Regions from separate parts of the Mus musculus genome. Here region 2 is linked to region 1. Evidence: chromatin contacts called from public targeted proximity ligation data. All regions are on one chromosome and are shown on one strand. The core of a region is the stretch at or near the end of the contact, and the rest is flanking DNA. Distances in the headings are between cores, read along the strand shown. Region 1 holds the start of Pcx (pyruvate carboxylase). Region 2 holds the start of Peli3 (pellino 3).

The links.
Region 2: a contact with region 1 is called in a targeted proximity ligation map of astrocytes, with 3 times the contacts expected there. A contact is called at or near these places in 2 of 39 promoter capture datasets (the C10 cell line and hippocampal neurons), 3 of 130 datasets of targeted methods (astrocytes, pancreatic cancer cells and stem cell-derived neural progenitor cells) and 1 of 9 other capture datasets (liver).

The regions. Positions count from the first base shown.
Region 1 is chr19:4,592,059-4,599,742 of GRCm38.p6, forward strand. It overlaps Pcx (pyruvate carboxylase), which reads left to right and starts at 2,261. Exons shown (of 20, transcript NM_008797.3): 1 at 2,261-2,384.
Region 2 is chr19:4,938,044-4,945,710 of GRCm38.p6, forward strand. Peli3 (pellino 3) reads right to left here and starts at 5,049. Exons shown (of 7, transcript NM_172835.3): 1 at 4,895-5,049; 2 at 3,717-3,869; 3 at 6-135. The coding sequence starts at 3,868.

The sequences.
Region 1 (7,684 bases), core at 1,011-3,510:
GTGAGTATTTTGTTCTCCTTCTAAGAAGGACCAAAGCACCCACACTTTGGTCTTCCTTCTTATTGAGCTTAATGTGGTCTGTGAATTGTATCCTGGTTATTTGGAGTTTTGGGGCTAATATCCACTTATCAGTGAGTGCATACCATGTATGTTCTTTTGCAATTGGATTACCTCATTCAGGATGATATTTTCTAGTTCTATTCATTTGCCTAAGAATTTCATGAATCTGAATAGTACTCTGTTGTGTAAATGTACCACATTTTCTGTATCCATTCCTCTGTTGAAGGACATCTGGGTTCTTTCAAGCTCCTGGAATTTCCCTGTTTTTAATGCACAACCCGAGACAAGAATGAGATCTGTTAGCCAGCATTTGCAGAAAATAGCAAACAGGCCTCTTCAGGTTGCTGGTGTTCTGAAGAGGAACATGGGATGAAGGATCTTGGGGAACAGTGGGTTGCTTGTTCTTTTGCCATCTCCCCCATCTCTGTGGGCAGGAAAGGAGTTCTACTTGTGTGTCACTCCAAGGAAGACAGTATGGTATCCCCTGAGGCATGTGCTCTGGACCAGTTGCTGTGCCTGCAGAATCAGAGTGCTTTTCCCATGTAGAAGGAAAGGAACTTTCTGGAAGCTTCAGGCTTAATGCAAACTTCAGGTCTCCACTATTGATGTCACCAAGTAGGAGGGCTTTCCCTCAGAGGATTTAAATTGGAGTCTGAACCATTGTCAACTACGAGGACTTCATGGTAACCATCCAACCAAGTACTCCCCTAATAGGGTACTGTGTGGTCTAAGTGAAAGCCTGCCCCCCATTCCCACTACTCTCTCTAGCCATGCTATCTTTTGGGATGAGGATGACAGGAGACATCTGGAATAGTGCCAGCCTGAAGGGCTGTAATTGGAAACACCTTCCCAAGAGGCACTGTTGTGAGGAAAGAGGATGGTCACATTAGATTAGGATGCCAGGACAGGTTGGGTCCCCTTTAGTACCCAAACGAGGAATTCTGGGGGGCTTGGAGGGTACCACACTATTCAGTGCCCACCCAAGGTCTTCCTACCACCCTAGGTGCTCTGCTTCTCTCTCACCTGACCCCCAGGCTCTATGATACCCCTGAGCTCTCTCACCTGACCCCCAGGCTCTATGATACCCCTGAGCTCTCTCACCTGACCCCCAAGCTCTATGATACCCCTGAGCTCTCTCACCTGGCCCCCAAGCTCTATGATACCCCTGAGCTCTCTCACCTGACCCCCAGGCTCTATGATACCCCTGAGCTCTCTCACCTGACCCCCAGGCTCTATGATACCCCTGAGCTCTCTCACCTGGCCCCCAAGCTCTATGATACCCCTGAGCTCTCTCACCTGACCCCCAGGCTCTATGATACCCCTGAGCTCTCTCACCTGACCCCCAGGCTCTATGATACCCCTGAGCTCTCTCACCTGACCCCCAGGCTCTATGATACCCCTGAGCTCTCTCACCTGGCCCCCAAGCTCTATGATACCCCCTGAGCTGTGCAGACGGTTCTGTCCCTTCAGCTTTGAGAATTTGCTGAGACTCAGGTGCAACTTGGTCAACCTTATCACTGGAGTTATCTCAGACCCTGGAACTCAACACTCCGTTGGCTGTCACAACATCTGTGGGGCCCTAAGGGGACCCAGTGGGTCCACAGCTGTCCTGCGGCTGGATCTCTCTGGCTGATCATGATTTTAAAAGTTCCTGAGTGTAGGCCTGTGAGGGCAGTGGGATTCATTCAGTGAGGGAAAGGCTAGATCAGCTATGGAGATGCTTAGGAACAAGGTGGTATGTTCTCTTGTCTGTGACGGCCTTGTCTTGTGTCTGGCAGTGCATTGAATTAGGGGAGAGGCTGGTTGCAGCACAGGCCTCCTGTGACTGTAGTAGTGAACCAGCCTTCAGGCTAATGTGACCCTTGCCCTCCATCATGCCTGGCACAGTCCCTACCAAGCAGCCTGTCTAGGTACCATTCTACTTTCTGAGTGACATTTTTATGCCTTGAACTTCAAGTGGCAGTATGTCCAAAATCCACCACAAAAGTCTGCAGCTGCTTTCTAGCAGGTATTGTCTTGTAATTCTGTGTATTCCTGAGGGCCCAGGGAACAGGCTCTAGGCCACTGCTCATCTACTTTCTGCATGACCCACTGCCCCGCCTCTCTGGCCCGGCCCTCCTAGGCAGCCAGTGGCCCATGATGGCCTCAGGAGGCGGCGCCCCTTCCCCTGATTTCAGCCTTGGCTACAGCCCAGGCCTCCAGCAGTCTAGTGCTGGAGAACTTTGTATTCTGGGGCCAATGACCTCGGGTGGAGCAGTTACTGCCTGTGGATCCTCTATCACGTCCTCTGTGTGCAGCACACCTAGGTGCTTGGCTGGTACAAGGTAATTGTTCCAGAGCAGGTATGGCTCTATAAATCTGAATCAACTGCTAGGCTAGGGTTTTACATGTGATGAAAGCATGCTAGCTTTCAATTGGGATTGCTAGAGGACTAGTCTCTCTCTCTCTCTCTCTCTCTCTCTCTCTCTCTCTCTCACTCGCTCTGTATGTGTGCGACAGTGTGTGTCTCCTTCTCTGTCTCTTTCTGTGTGCCTCTGTCTCTCTGTCTCTGTCTCTTGTCTCTCTCTCTCTGTGTATGTGTGTTGGTGGCTGGTACAAGGTAATTGTTCCAGAGCAGGTATGGCCCTATAAATCTTAATCAACTGCTAGGCTAGGTTTTTACATGTGATGAAAGCATGCTCTGTGCTAGAGGACTAGTCTGTCTGTCTGTCTGTCTGTCTCTCTCTGTCTGTCTGTCTCTCTCTCTCTCTCTGTGTCTGTCTCTTTTTGTGTGTATGTGTTGGTATGACTCATATCAATATCCTACTCAGAAAACCTTGGAGGGATTGGTATATAGCAGACTTCATGCTACCTCTATACAGAGAAAGGCTTTGATGGAGGGCCTTGGGGCAGTTAGCAAGAGGACCTTGGTGTATATACATGCATGTGTGAACATGTATGTATGTATATGTATGTGTATGTGTATGTGTATGTGTATGTGTATGTATATGTATATGTATATGTATATGTATATGTATATGTATAGGGATGCTGGTGTGATCTGTATAGGGCTTTGGGGAGATTGGGAATATTTCTTCTATATCCCTCCATTCATGTGGGAGGAGAAAAGACAGTGAGAAAGAGTGACAACAGCTGGCATTCATTACCAAGATTTAGTACTTTCAGGTCTCTGTCTCAGTTGGTCCGGGAATGATCTATCTGGGCTAGAAGTGGCACCTGAATTTACAGATGAGGAAACTGGGCTTCAGAGCTGCCAAACCACAGTACTAGGAAAAAAAGAGAGCTAGGCCTAGGCAGGCAGGCAGGCATAGTGCAGGCTAACATTGGGCCTCCTGGCCCCACCAGCTCTAGTGGTGGTGGCTGCTCCCACTTGCCTCTGCTCTGACTCCATCCAAAAGGGCCTTGCCATTTTCTGCCTGTAATTTTGTGCAGGTTTGCTGCCAGCCCTGGCTTCTGCTCTCCAGTAGCTGGTCTCTCAGGACTTACCTTCAGGTCTGCTTTTGCTGCCCTTTTCAGGGATATGAGGGCTGAGAGGGGCTTCTTTCTCTTCACAGTGTTCTTGGCCCCAGGTTCTTTGTGGATTGGGATTGCCAAGGAGTCACTGGGCCACCAAGATCATTTATGGGGAATCACATCAAGTCTCTCTCTCTCTCTCTCTCTCTCTCTCTCTCTCTCTCTCTCTCTCACACACACACACACACACACACACACATTCTGTGGGGTTAGCCTTCCAGGAACTCACCTGATGCCAATCCAAGGAAGACTCCTTATCTCGAGAGGGGAATGGGGAGCCTGTGTGATGAGAGAGGGGCAGGGCAGCAAACTCACCTGTTTACTCAAAGGATGAGAGTCAAGTGCTCAAGTGGTGGCGAGTGATTATCAAGAAACAATCTTCTATGTAGTTCAGCCTTGCACTTAAGATTGATCTCCTGCCTCAGCCTACCAAGAACTGGTATTACAAGTGTATTTTACATTTATTTATTTTTGGTGAGGAGTGGACATGAGTACCACATTGTGTTTGTTGAGGTTCTCTCTTCCCACCATGTGGGTTCTGGGATTAAACTCAGGTCATCAAATTTGGCAACAAGCACTTTTACCAGCTGAGTTATCTCGACAGCCCATTTTCTTTTCTAAATGTGCCCCCAGCCTGGTCCTGAGCCAGCAGCAGTTTAACCTGTTGTCCTGGAACATATCTTGGAGCAGGCAGTCAATATGAGTGAATGATAAGCCAGACTTGTCTGAAGTGGAGAATTTTGACAAATTAAAATTGAAGAAAACTAATAATGAAGAAAAAAAAATACTTCCCAGTCAAAGAAAACTAAACGGAAGGAGAGAGTGTTAAAGGATGGTGAAGTGGGGATCTCCTTCAACAGGGCCTAAGGTCTGGGCTTTAGGCTTACGTTTATAAACTGTGTGTCTATAGAGACTTAAGCCAATTGCTGATGGCTTCTCACCGGTACTGATGGTTAAGTGGTAATCAGGACCCAGTCATTGATGCATAAGTTCCAGATGGCAGATGCTGACTGTGATCAGGCCACTGATGACCATTGTGTTTGTAGCCCTTGTGTCCCCCCCACACACCCACACACAGAGGCGCCACTTTAACCATTAGTGGTGGCTGTGCTGCTTTGCTTTGTTCCATGTTTTTACAGCTTCTTATTTCCAGTACAGCAATAAAAAATAAGTAAAGTTCTTATCTTAGAAAATAAATGTTCCCATTGGATAAAACATACAGACTTCTGTACCTGGGATATATAGATGCATAAGGGAGGAAAGAAACACACTGCACCAATCTGTGGCAATGAGGCACTTCACTGGCGTGATCTCACCAGCTGTCAGCCTGGTTCCAGAAGAAACTTTATGAGATGGTATATATAGTTTATCTCATTTTCTTGGCTTCACATTGTATCACAAACACCTTCCATATTGTAAACACCCATGCAAACCCCTCATTTGTGGATTTGTAATGTCTACCCAGGACCTTCCAGTCAGACTTTAAATCCCTTCTGCTGTTTGGTGTTGTAAATGGAGGTGTTTGAACACCTCACATACACATCTCAGTCTCTGTTTCATAATATGGAATTCTGGATTCCTGGAGTAGAACTGACCCAGCAAGGAACAGGAGGCCTACATTTATTGTAAAAGGAACTGTAACTTTATTTTTTGACTATATTTATATAACTTACCTTGATCAGATCCACTCTAGCCCCCCACACTTCCCTCCCAGCTTCAATGTACTTTTTGTATTGTAGAAGCTTTTGTTTTGTTTTAAAGCTAGGTGTAGTGGTACACACTTTAATTTCAGCCTTTGGGGTTGACGCAGGGGGATTACACAGTAAATTCAAGTGAGCCTGAGCTATATTATAACAAGACTTAGTCTCAAAAGATAGCCTTGACTGGCCTTGAACTCTTGATGGTGCTGAGACCATTCAGTGCATTAGTGGGCCTGGCTTGAAGGCTCTGGATAGATCTGAACAGGGCTTGCAGGGTAACTGGACAGGACTTGGGAGTGGGACCTGTGTGTCTTCTCAGTTGGAGGTATTATCTTTTATGAAGCTGCTGTGTGCAACACCTTGCTCTGTCTGCAGTGTGTGTCTGCAGTGTGTGTCTAGACGTTTGCAGGGAAGACCTCACGTGCTGGGCTTTGTGTTGCTGTCAGAGCTTCTCCTTACTACTGAGCAGCAGCAAGATACACACTGTGTAACTTACAGACTTGTTTAAACTTTATCTGCAGTCCCTTTGTGTCCTTGCTGACAACAGAAGTCCAGGGTCCAATCAGCGCCTATGTGCAGTTAGCTGTCGTTTTGTTTCCTTTCATTTGAACTGATTCTCCAGTTCATGTCCCATATGAACTTTTACATAGTTGGGCTTTTTTTGTTGTTCATTGAGACAGAGTCTCTCACATAGTTCTGGCTGTCCTGGAACTCTGTGTGTAGATCAGGCTGGCTTCAAACTCACAGTTTCACCTGCCTCTGCCTCCTGAGTACTGGGATTAAAGGCTTGTACCACAATGCTTAGCATCTTTCACATATTTGAAACATTAATTTTGAAACATTAATTTTACATATTTGGAGGAATAAAAATTGTGTGTGTCTCCCATTGGGTAAAATATGGAAATTAGGCTTTAGTTAAACGTGGTTGTATATCTGAGGCAGGGCCCTGTAGGACTGTGGCTTCCATACTCCTGAAGTGGATCACTTCAGGACGTACCAATGATGCCATTTGGTGCTGCTGATAGACATTCAACTCCTAGTCAGTGACATGCTGGCCCAGTTTGTCCACAATGTGTTAACATTAGGATCCACCAATTCCTATTTCTTCAGTTCAGTCTCCCATGGCATTTTATGGTGCAAAAGTAATGAAGGGAAAATTCTAGAAATAAACAAGTCTTAAGTTTTAGGTGGTATGCTGTTATGGGTCTTTCAGTCTCCCACTTCCTCCCACCCAAATCAAGAATTACATTTTTGAGCCGGGCATGGTGGCACACGCCTTTAATCCCAGCACTCGGGAGGCAGAGGCAGGCGGATTTCTGAGTTAGAGGCCAGCCTGGTCTACAAAGTGAGTTCTAAGACAGCCAGGGCTACGCAGAAAAGCCCTGTCTCAAAAAAAAAAAAAGAATCACACTTTTCACTTTTGTTCAGAGTCTCTATGCTGTATTTGCTACCTGCTTGCTAGTTTGTTAGTAGTGTCTCAGTCTTCATTGACTGCTGTGGAACTTGTATCTAGGTAACCAGTATTTTACTTCAGTGGCCCCAAAGCAGAAGGGAAGTGAGGCTGGCTGCTAAGATTTGTCAGGGGAAGCTATCTGCTTTCTTTAAGTGAAAAAGGTGAAAGTTCTTGAGTTACTAAGGAGCAGAAAATACGCTGAGTTGCTACAATCCACAGGCAAGACCTGAGATCACATTCACATGGCTGTGTCATGGCATTTGTTATTGTTCTATTTGATTATTAATTCCTGTTAATCTCTTACTGCTTGCAATTTCTAAGTTAAACTTTTATTATGGGACATACATAAAAAACTTCATCCCACTGGTCAGTGGTGGCACCTTTAATACCATTACTCCAGAGGCAGACAGAGGCAAAAACAAACTAAACACACAACAAGAATCATGGCTGTAGCCAACTGTGGTTGTGCATCCCTGTAGCTTGGGAAGTGGGGGCTCCCAAAAATCAGGAGTTCGAGGTCATCTTGAACTCCTATGCAGTTTGAGGCCAACCTGGGCTCCATGAAACTTAAGGAAAAAAAACAACCCATAGCTGCTCTAGGGTTTATAGCACTACTAAGGTCAAGACATGGCTATTTTAGAAAAGCTGGAGCCTGGAGTCCAGCACGGGGACTCCTCCACACACACTTTTGAAGCCTTGAGCTTAGCAAGACGTGCACCCTGGCTCAGCACACTGTGTTCCTGGCTTTTCTCTTTCCTCTTAGGTAGCTGTCTCTTTGTTGGCTCTTCCTCCTAGTCAAGTCAAAAAGTACAGGCCTGGGCCTTTTCTATTCTACAGGATTTATACATTCTCTGTCATCATAATGCCAGGCTTTCCCCCTTGCCCTCCTCTTGTCCATGAGCTCCCTTCACTCCTGACCCTGCTTTTCTCTCTATAGTCTTGTCGTGTTGGCCCATCA
Region 2 (7,667 bases), core at 3,799-6,298, 350 kb after region 1:
CTTGCCTTGGAGACGAGTGGTGTGGAGATGTGGTGCATGACATCTGGCTTCACTCCGTTGGCATGTGGCCGGCGGCTCAGTGCCAGGCGGCTTCGGCGGCGGCCCTTGTCTCCACTTGCCAGACACCCATTGTAGCTGTGGATGTGGTGGTGAAGAGATGGTGGAAGGAGAGAAAGGAGAGAGTGAGCCCGTAAGAGACCCGAAGGAAACTGCCAACTTGGGGCAGACCCTACCTTGATGAACAAGGGCTAGAACCATCTAAACCTAGAAAATCCCCGAATGGCAAATGGCTAAATTGAGGGGTAGCAGGTGGGGGTCCCTCCTTTAAAGGGCCAAGTGTTCCCTGCATACCTCAGCTGTAACAGCAGGTGCTAGGGTGGCAAAGCTGATGCACCACGGCCATGCTCAGTGGAGGAAAGGACTGAGCCTCAGCTTCTCAGGGAACCCAGGCACCGCCTGCCATGACCCAGGCACAAGTCAAGCACACACAAGGCCCAGTGGGAGGAGGTGGGAATAACCCCAGAATCAGGATTCCGGGAGAGGAAACACCTATGTTGGGCCTTGAAGAACTGTAAAGACTTCATCTGCAGCAAAGGAGCTTTCATCATACGGCGTCCGAAAATGACCAAGAAGAAAACACCTTCTAATTCCTCCTCATTATCTCCACACGTGTCTAATTTCCACCTTTCTTTCCAGCTTTTATTCAGGGGGAATGACCATGAGAATCAAGGCTGAGGTGAGCCATTGCCTTGATTGCTGCTGGGGATGGCTGCCTCTTTTCCTGATCCTTCGTGTTTTTAATTACCTAATGGAATCTGCAGAATGTCCTGCCAGGCAAATGGCTTTCTTCCTACTTTATAAATTAGACAAGTGAAAGCCCAGGGAGGTAAAATGAGTTGTCTCAAGCTAAGAAGCAAAGACAATAACAGCAGCAGCAACAACAACAAAAGGCTGGACTGTGGTCACTGGACTGTAGTCACACTCACCTAGATTTGCCAAAAATTATTGGGTTTTGAGCCAAGGCCCTGAGGACTAAGATTTAGTGACTTGGGTGGTATAGTGATAAGAATAACAAGCTAAGAATGCTTTTCTCTAAGAAGTGGGGAGGCACAGAAAGCTTTGGAGAAGAATATCAGAAGTGGCTGAACCTAGGGCTGGGGGTGGAGCTCGGTGGGTAGAGTACTGGCCTAGCATGAGCAACACCCTGCGTTCCAATCCCAGCACCACAGACCGAAGTCTGCTGGCTCATGCCTGTAATCCCAGCACCACAGACTGCAGTCTGCTGGCTCATGCCTGCAGTCCCAGCACCACAGACTGCAGTCTGCTGGCTCATGCCTGCAGTCCCAGCACCACAGACTGCAGTCTGCTGGCTCATGCCTGCAGTCCCAGCACCACAGACTGCAGTCTGCTGGCTCATGCCTGCAGTCCCAGCACCACAGACTGCAGTCTGCTGGCTCATGCCTGCAGTCCCAGCACCACAGACTGCAGTCTGCTGGCTCATGCCTGCAGTCCCAGCACCACAGACTGCAGTCTGCTGGCTCATGCCTGCAGTCCCAGCACCACAGACTGCAGTCTGCTGGCTCATGCCTGCAGTCCCAGCACCACAGACTGCAGTCTGCTGGCTCATGCCTGCAGTCCCAGCACCACAGACTGCAGTCTGCTGGCTCATGCCTGCAGTCCCAGCACCACAGACTGCAGTCTGCTGGCTCATGCCTGCAGTCCCAGCACCACAGACTGCAGTCTGCTGGCTCATGCCTGTAACTTGGGAGGAATACAGATCAGGAGCTCAAGGTCATCTTCAGCTACATAGGGAGAGTGATGGAAGCCGGCCTGAGCTCTGTGAGACCCTGTCTCAAAAAGGGAGACAAGAAGATGCCAAATATAGGACCAATTAGAATTTCCTGGTGAGTTTGTTTAAATTCATATTCGCTAGACCCATCCAGAGATTCTGCCTCTCGAGGTGTGGGGTTCTTCTCTATATCTCCTATTTTCTTTTCTCTCATCTCTCTCCTTTATTCCCTCTCTCTTCTTTTTGTTGATTTTGGGGGCAACCATGGTTGCTCCCTCGTGAGTGCTGGGAGTCAGGTGTGTGCACTACGCCAGCCTCTGTGATTTCCATGTGTTCCCTCGTAGCACTGTGCACAGTGTGGCTTCCCTCCTCCTCTTAGGACAGAGAGCTGCCTTCACCCAGATAGAAATACAGCCCTTCCCTCTGTCAGGACGTGAAGCAGCTGCTTTTCAGATATACGCTCCTCCATGAGGAACATCTCATTTACCCTTGTGAGCACTTCTCACGTACCAGCAGTGGCAAGCCTAGAGGGAGACAGGCCAGGATACAGGCTGAGGGCTCACAGGAGCCTGGCACACATCCACTCTTCAACTCATCACACAACCTCTATAAAATGGAACTCATCTGTCAGAACCTACTTGGAATATTGATTTTGAGAACTAAACAAGATAAAGTGCTTTAAAATGCTTGATAGAGTTTGCTACTCTTATAGCAAGGTCTTGATATGAGTTGGCTATTGTGGGTATTTGAAAAAAGGCAAGGTGGCACATAAAAGTGACCAAGTGACAGCCAGTGCTACATAGTTAATCTTCACCATGATCTGACAGCGGATCAGCAGAGGGAGACACATCTGTGTCTGGGGGAAGGGTTTCATGGAAGATGCAGGTGTCCAGGCAGGCAAAGACCAGAGCAAGCCCCATCGATTTCTCTGTAATAACCTCCACTTTCTCGTCTGTAATGCGAGGAGGAGCTGCAGCTTAGTGTAGTGTGCTAGACCTACAATTAAGAAGATCTGGGTTCAAATCCCAACCCTCCCACTTATGAGCTGTGTGCTTTTGGACCAGTCACTTCCCCTCTCTGAGCCTCATTTACTTCACCTCCTTCCTCGCAGCATCTTTGTGAGGGTTGAGATGAAGTAATGTCCACAACTTCGTACTACCTGCCTCCCAGATGCTTGGTATGTGCTGAGTACCAGTCTATGTACTTTACAAAAATCTCTTCCACCTTTCTTTCTTTCAGGTAAGCTTTGGGAGGCTAGAATCAACCTTGTCTTCAAAATGAGGACACAAGCCGGGCGTGGTGGTGCACGCCTTTAATCCCAGCACTCGGGAGGCGGAGGCAGGCAGATTTCTGAGTTCGAGGCCAGCCTGGTCTACAAAGTGGACAGCCAGGGCTATACAGAGAAACCCTGTCTCGAAAAACCAAAAAAAAAAAAAAAAAAAAAAAAAAAAAAAAAAAAAGGACACAAAAGCACAGGAAAGTTTGACAACTTGCTGAAGTAGAATTGGAACCTTTTGTGCAGAATCAGAATTCTTTATCCCACACTTACACACAGTAGGTGCTTTACAGACTCTTTTTTTGCTATTCTTTTTCTTAGCTGATTACAAACTGTGGTGAGCAGCTTTAAGAATTGCCTCCGGCTGCTGGTTGTGGTGTATACCTCTAATCCCAGTACTTGGGAGGCAGAGACAGGTGGATCTCCGAGTTCAAGGCTACCCTGGTCTACTCATCAAGTTCCAGGCCAAGGCTATGAGAAACCCTGTCTCCAAAACAAAACAACAGAAATGGGTTTGATCACTTTTGCTCTTCTTCTGGGAAAGTGGCAAGAAGCAGAGAGTCCTGGGAGAGCAGCCGGTGCACACTGTTATCTTGGCTGACCTGAGGGACAGTTACCCAAGCACATCACTCCTGGACTAGGGAGGCTCACCCCAGAACGATGAGTTCACCATACTTGATGGGCTCCTCGCCTGCCAGTGCTTCTTCACCAGGACAAGACAGGATGCAAGAGCCCTGGCTCCCCGGGTGCTGGAGGTCTGAGGTCCGGGGGGATCCCACGTCAGGGTTTCCTTCCAGCACCATTCTGAGCACAGTGGGAGAAGAGAAAAGAACCTTGCAACTTCCCACCCCAGCTCCTCTCAGGCTCTGGCTAGACACAAGGCAAGAATGGTCCGTCAACACTTGTTATTATAACTACTTCCTTTCCCCCAAATGGTGAGGTTGCTGGGATACCAAGGAGGGAGACTGGTGAGACAAGACCAAGAAACAAATGGCAAAATCAGAGTCAGAGTGTTTGGTCGGTTAGAGCAATATACCAACTTTGGATGGAATGTGTTTGGCAGAGGGGCAGCCAGGACTTAAGAGACCTCTAGACTCAGACTTAATTCCTGGCTTAAGCTCTTAACCCCAAGACCTCAGTTAAGCTCTCTGTCAGGTTCTTGGGTGTCTGTCTTCATTCTAATCTTATTGCCCTTTTTGCAGCAGGTCTAGGCCTCTGTCAGTCTGTCTGTTCTCAATGACTCTCTGTCCTCCCAGCACGTCCTTTTCTGCCTGTTCTCGCCCCACTCCGGTCCCTACTTCTATCCTTCCTCTATCTGTCTGCCTTTGTCTTACCACCCACCTGACTCAGTCTCCCTATCTTAGCCTGGCAATGCAGGCAGGCCTCCAGATCCCTCCCTCCCTCAGGTGTCTGTCTGTGGTCCTCAGGCCGCTTAGGTCTCTGGAGGCCTGTGGGGGCGGCGCTCCCCAGTCGGGCACCTCCTGCAGCAGAGTCAGTCGCCCGCAGGCTGTTAACAGCCCCAACGTTGGAAGGTCTGCGCAGAGGCAGGCCTGCACCCCGTGCTCGGGAAGGGCACAATGACAGCATACGCAGATACACACCAGGCGGCCCCTCACAAATACGCGCGCGCACGCTGTCAGTCCCGCGGGCAGTGCCTAGACTGGCACAGCATACCCAAGAACTCCTACGGCAGAGACGCGCCTCCGCGCTAACAGCCACAGGCGCCAGCCCTCAGACCCGCTCTCTTAACCCCGCCACCCCCAGATACTCAAACACGCCCCCAACGCACGCCCAACACAGCCCCCCGCCCCCCACCTCGCCAGCCTCACCTGGCGGCGTTCTGGGGCTCTCTGTGTGCTGCTGGCCCCCACCCGCCTCACCTCTACTGCGCCCCGGGACTGCCGCGGCGGGATGGGCCCGGCCCGCGGCTGCTCGGTGCAGCCTCGTCACGGGGACACCCGAGGCCCGGAGGAGGGAGGGATGTGCACACAAACCTCCACGCCCCACCCCTTGCCCCACGCCCCGCCCCGGCTCCGCCCCTAGAGGCCCCACCTTACCCCGAGGCTCCGCCTCCTGCGGCTTAAGCCTGGCTGTAGTCTGGGAAGCCAAAGAGGTTGTCTACAAGACCCCTCTCTTATTCCAGGCTCCGGACACCTCACCCTCATTCTGGGGTCTTCTAGGTTCTCCCCGAGACCGGAGCCTCCTTTCACACAGTAATCTAGAGGCTCCTTTTCCCAACCTAAGACTAGCGACTGCCCACCCGCTGCTCCAAGACCCCGCCTCCTTTATGGGGAAATCTCGGAATTACAGAGAAGCCCAGAGCAAACAGAGGGAAGGAAACTACTAGAAGAGGCGGAGGAAGGTGCATCACCCGTGGAGGCTGAGGAAAGCCACTGCGGTTGTCTCGAGTGCAGATCTGTCTTTCAGTTCAGCGCGACCACTTTCTCTCTGTGCAACAATCAGTGAGCTCTGGCCTCCTTGGTGTCCAGAGACATGAATCACTGACCTCCCCTCCCAACAGCATGCTTCTATCCTTTGCAAAGCCTCAAAGGAAAGCCCACTTTGGGGTGCTCGGTCCCTCAGGGCCACAGGCTTTCTTCTGTCAGTACCAGGCTCTCTGGGTTGAATTTGGGCAAATTAAGTCCTGTAATCCTTGGAAGGCGGGTACGATAATTGTGGCCTGTCACCCCTGTCCCCGATGCCACAAAACAGATTTACAGAAATGGCTTGCTACAAAGGAACCAAGAGAGGATCTGGCCCATGGCTTCATACACCTTGATAAACACTTTACCACTTACCAACATCTCCAGCCCTTGAACGACTCATTATTTTTTTTATATTAAATCTATTTTCATGTATATGAGTATTTTGCTTCCGTGTATGGTTGTGCACCACTTGTATGCCTACCTGGTGCCAACAGAGGCCAGAAACTCGAATTCTCTGGGACTGGAGTTACAAACAGTTGTGAGCCACCATGCCAGTGCTAAGTATCAAACCCAGAGCTGGGCAGTGGTGGCGCAAGCCTTTAATCCCAGCACTTGGGAGGCAGAGGCAGGCGGATTTCTGAGTTCAAGGCCAGCCTGGTCTACAGAGTGAGTTACAGGACAGCCAGGACTATACAGAGAAACCCTGTCTAATAATAATAATAATAATAATAATAATAATAATAATAATAAAAACCCAGGCTCTCTGAAAGAGCAAGCAGCCATTGCACTTAGCCACTGAGCCATCTCTAGTCCCCTTACTTTGTTTGCTTGTTTGTTAGTTTTGAGAGTCTCACTGTATACCCCTGAATGGCCTGGAGCTCACCATGTACATCATCAGACTAGCCTCCAAAAAGCTGGAGTTAAAAGCAAGGGCCGCCAAACCTGATGAACTCCTGACTTTGAAAGCTGCCATGAACTAGAGATGGACTCAGTTGTGCAACTACCAAACCCAGACACTATTGCAGATGCCAAGAAGAGCTTGCTGATAGGAGTCTGATATATAGCTGTTTCCTGAGAGGTTCTGCCAGTGCCTGGCTAATACAGAAGTAGATGCTCACAGTCATCCATTAGACAGAGCACAGGGTCCCCAATGAAGGAGCTAGATGAGGTACCCAAGGAGCTGAAAGGGTTTGCAGCCCTATAGGAGGAACAACAATATGAACTAACTGGTAACCTCAGAGCTCCCTGAGACTAAACCACCAATCAAAGAAAACACACGGAGAGACTCATGGCTCTAGCTGCATATGTAGCAGAGGATGGCCTAGTCGGTCATCAATGGGAGGAGAGGCCCTTGGTCCTGTCCCAGTATAGGGGAATGCTTGGTCCAGGGAGTGGGAGTGGGTGGGTTAGTGAGCAGGGGGTGGGAGGAAGGGATAGGGGATTTTCGGGAGGGAAACTAGGAAAGGGGATAACATTTGAAATGTAAATAAAGAAAATATCTAATAAAAAGAGAGAGAGAGAGAGAGAGAGAGAGAGAGACTCAGTTGTGGTCTCTTCTGCTTAGTACCTCCTGGTCTGGAACGATATCCCAATGGCCAGTTAACCCCTGAATTGCTCATTTGTTCTGAGGCAGTTCAGGCTACCCTTGAACTCAGAGGACAACCTTCTGAGTCTCCTGCCTCCGCTTTTCATTTTTCCCGTGCCGGGATTACAGGTGTGAGGCACCACACCTAGTTTATTCAGTGCCTGGGATCAAACACAGTGATTCACAGGTGCTAGGCTAGCACTTTACCAACCAAACTACACCTCTGCCCTAGCCCCAGAGTTTGAAATGTGTTTTCCGAGGAAATCAAGGACCTATGCGCAGAGAACATGGCCTGTGACTCCTGCCACAGAGGATGAGTGGAAGTTGACTCACTTGTTCCTAAAAGGGAGCAAATGCAATCTCACCCCCAAACTCCCAGACTCTCTAAGCCCCACATCCATTCCACTAACTCCCTGCCTAAGACCATGAAAAACACCAACTGCTTTGCCAACTGTTTTGAGCCAAAGAAACTCACTCGTTGGTCATAAAGGAACTTCCTCGATGCCACTCAGAAGGCCACACAAATCCCTCACTGGAGGATGGTTTCTACTCTGAAGGCCTGTACTATAGAGGCAGTCCCCCTTCTGTAAC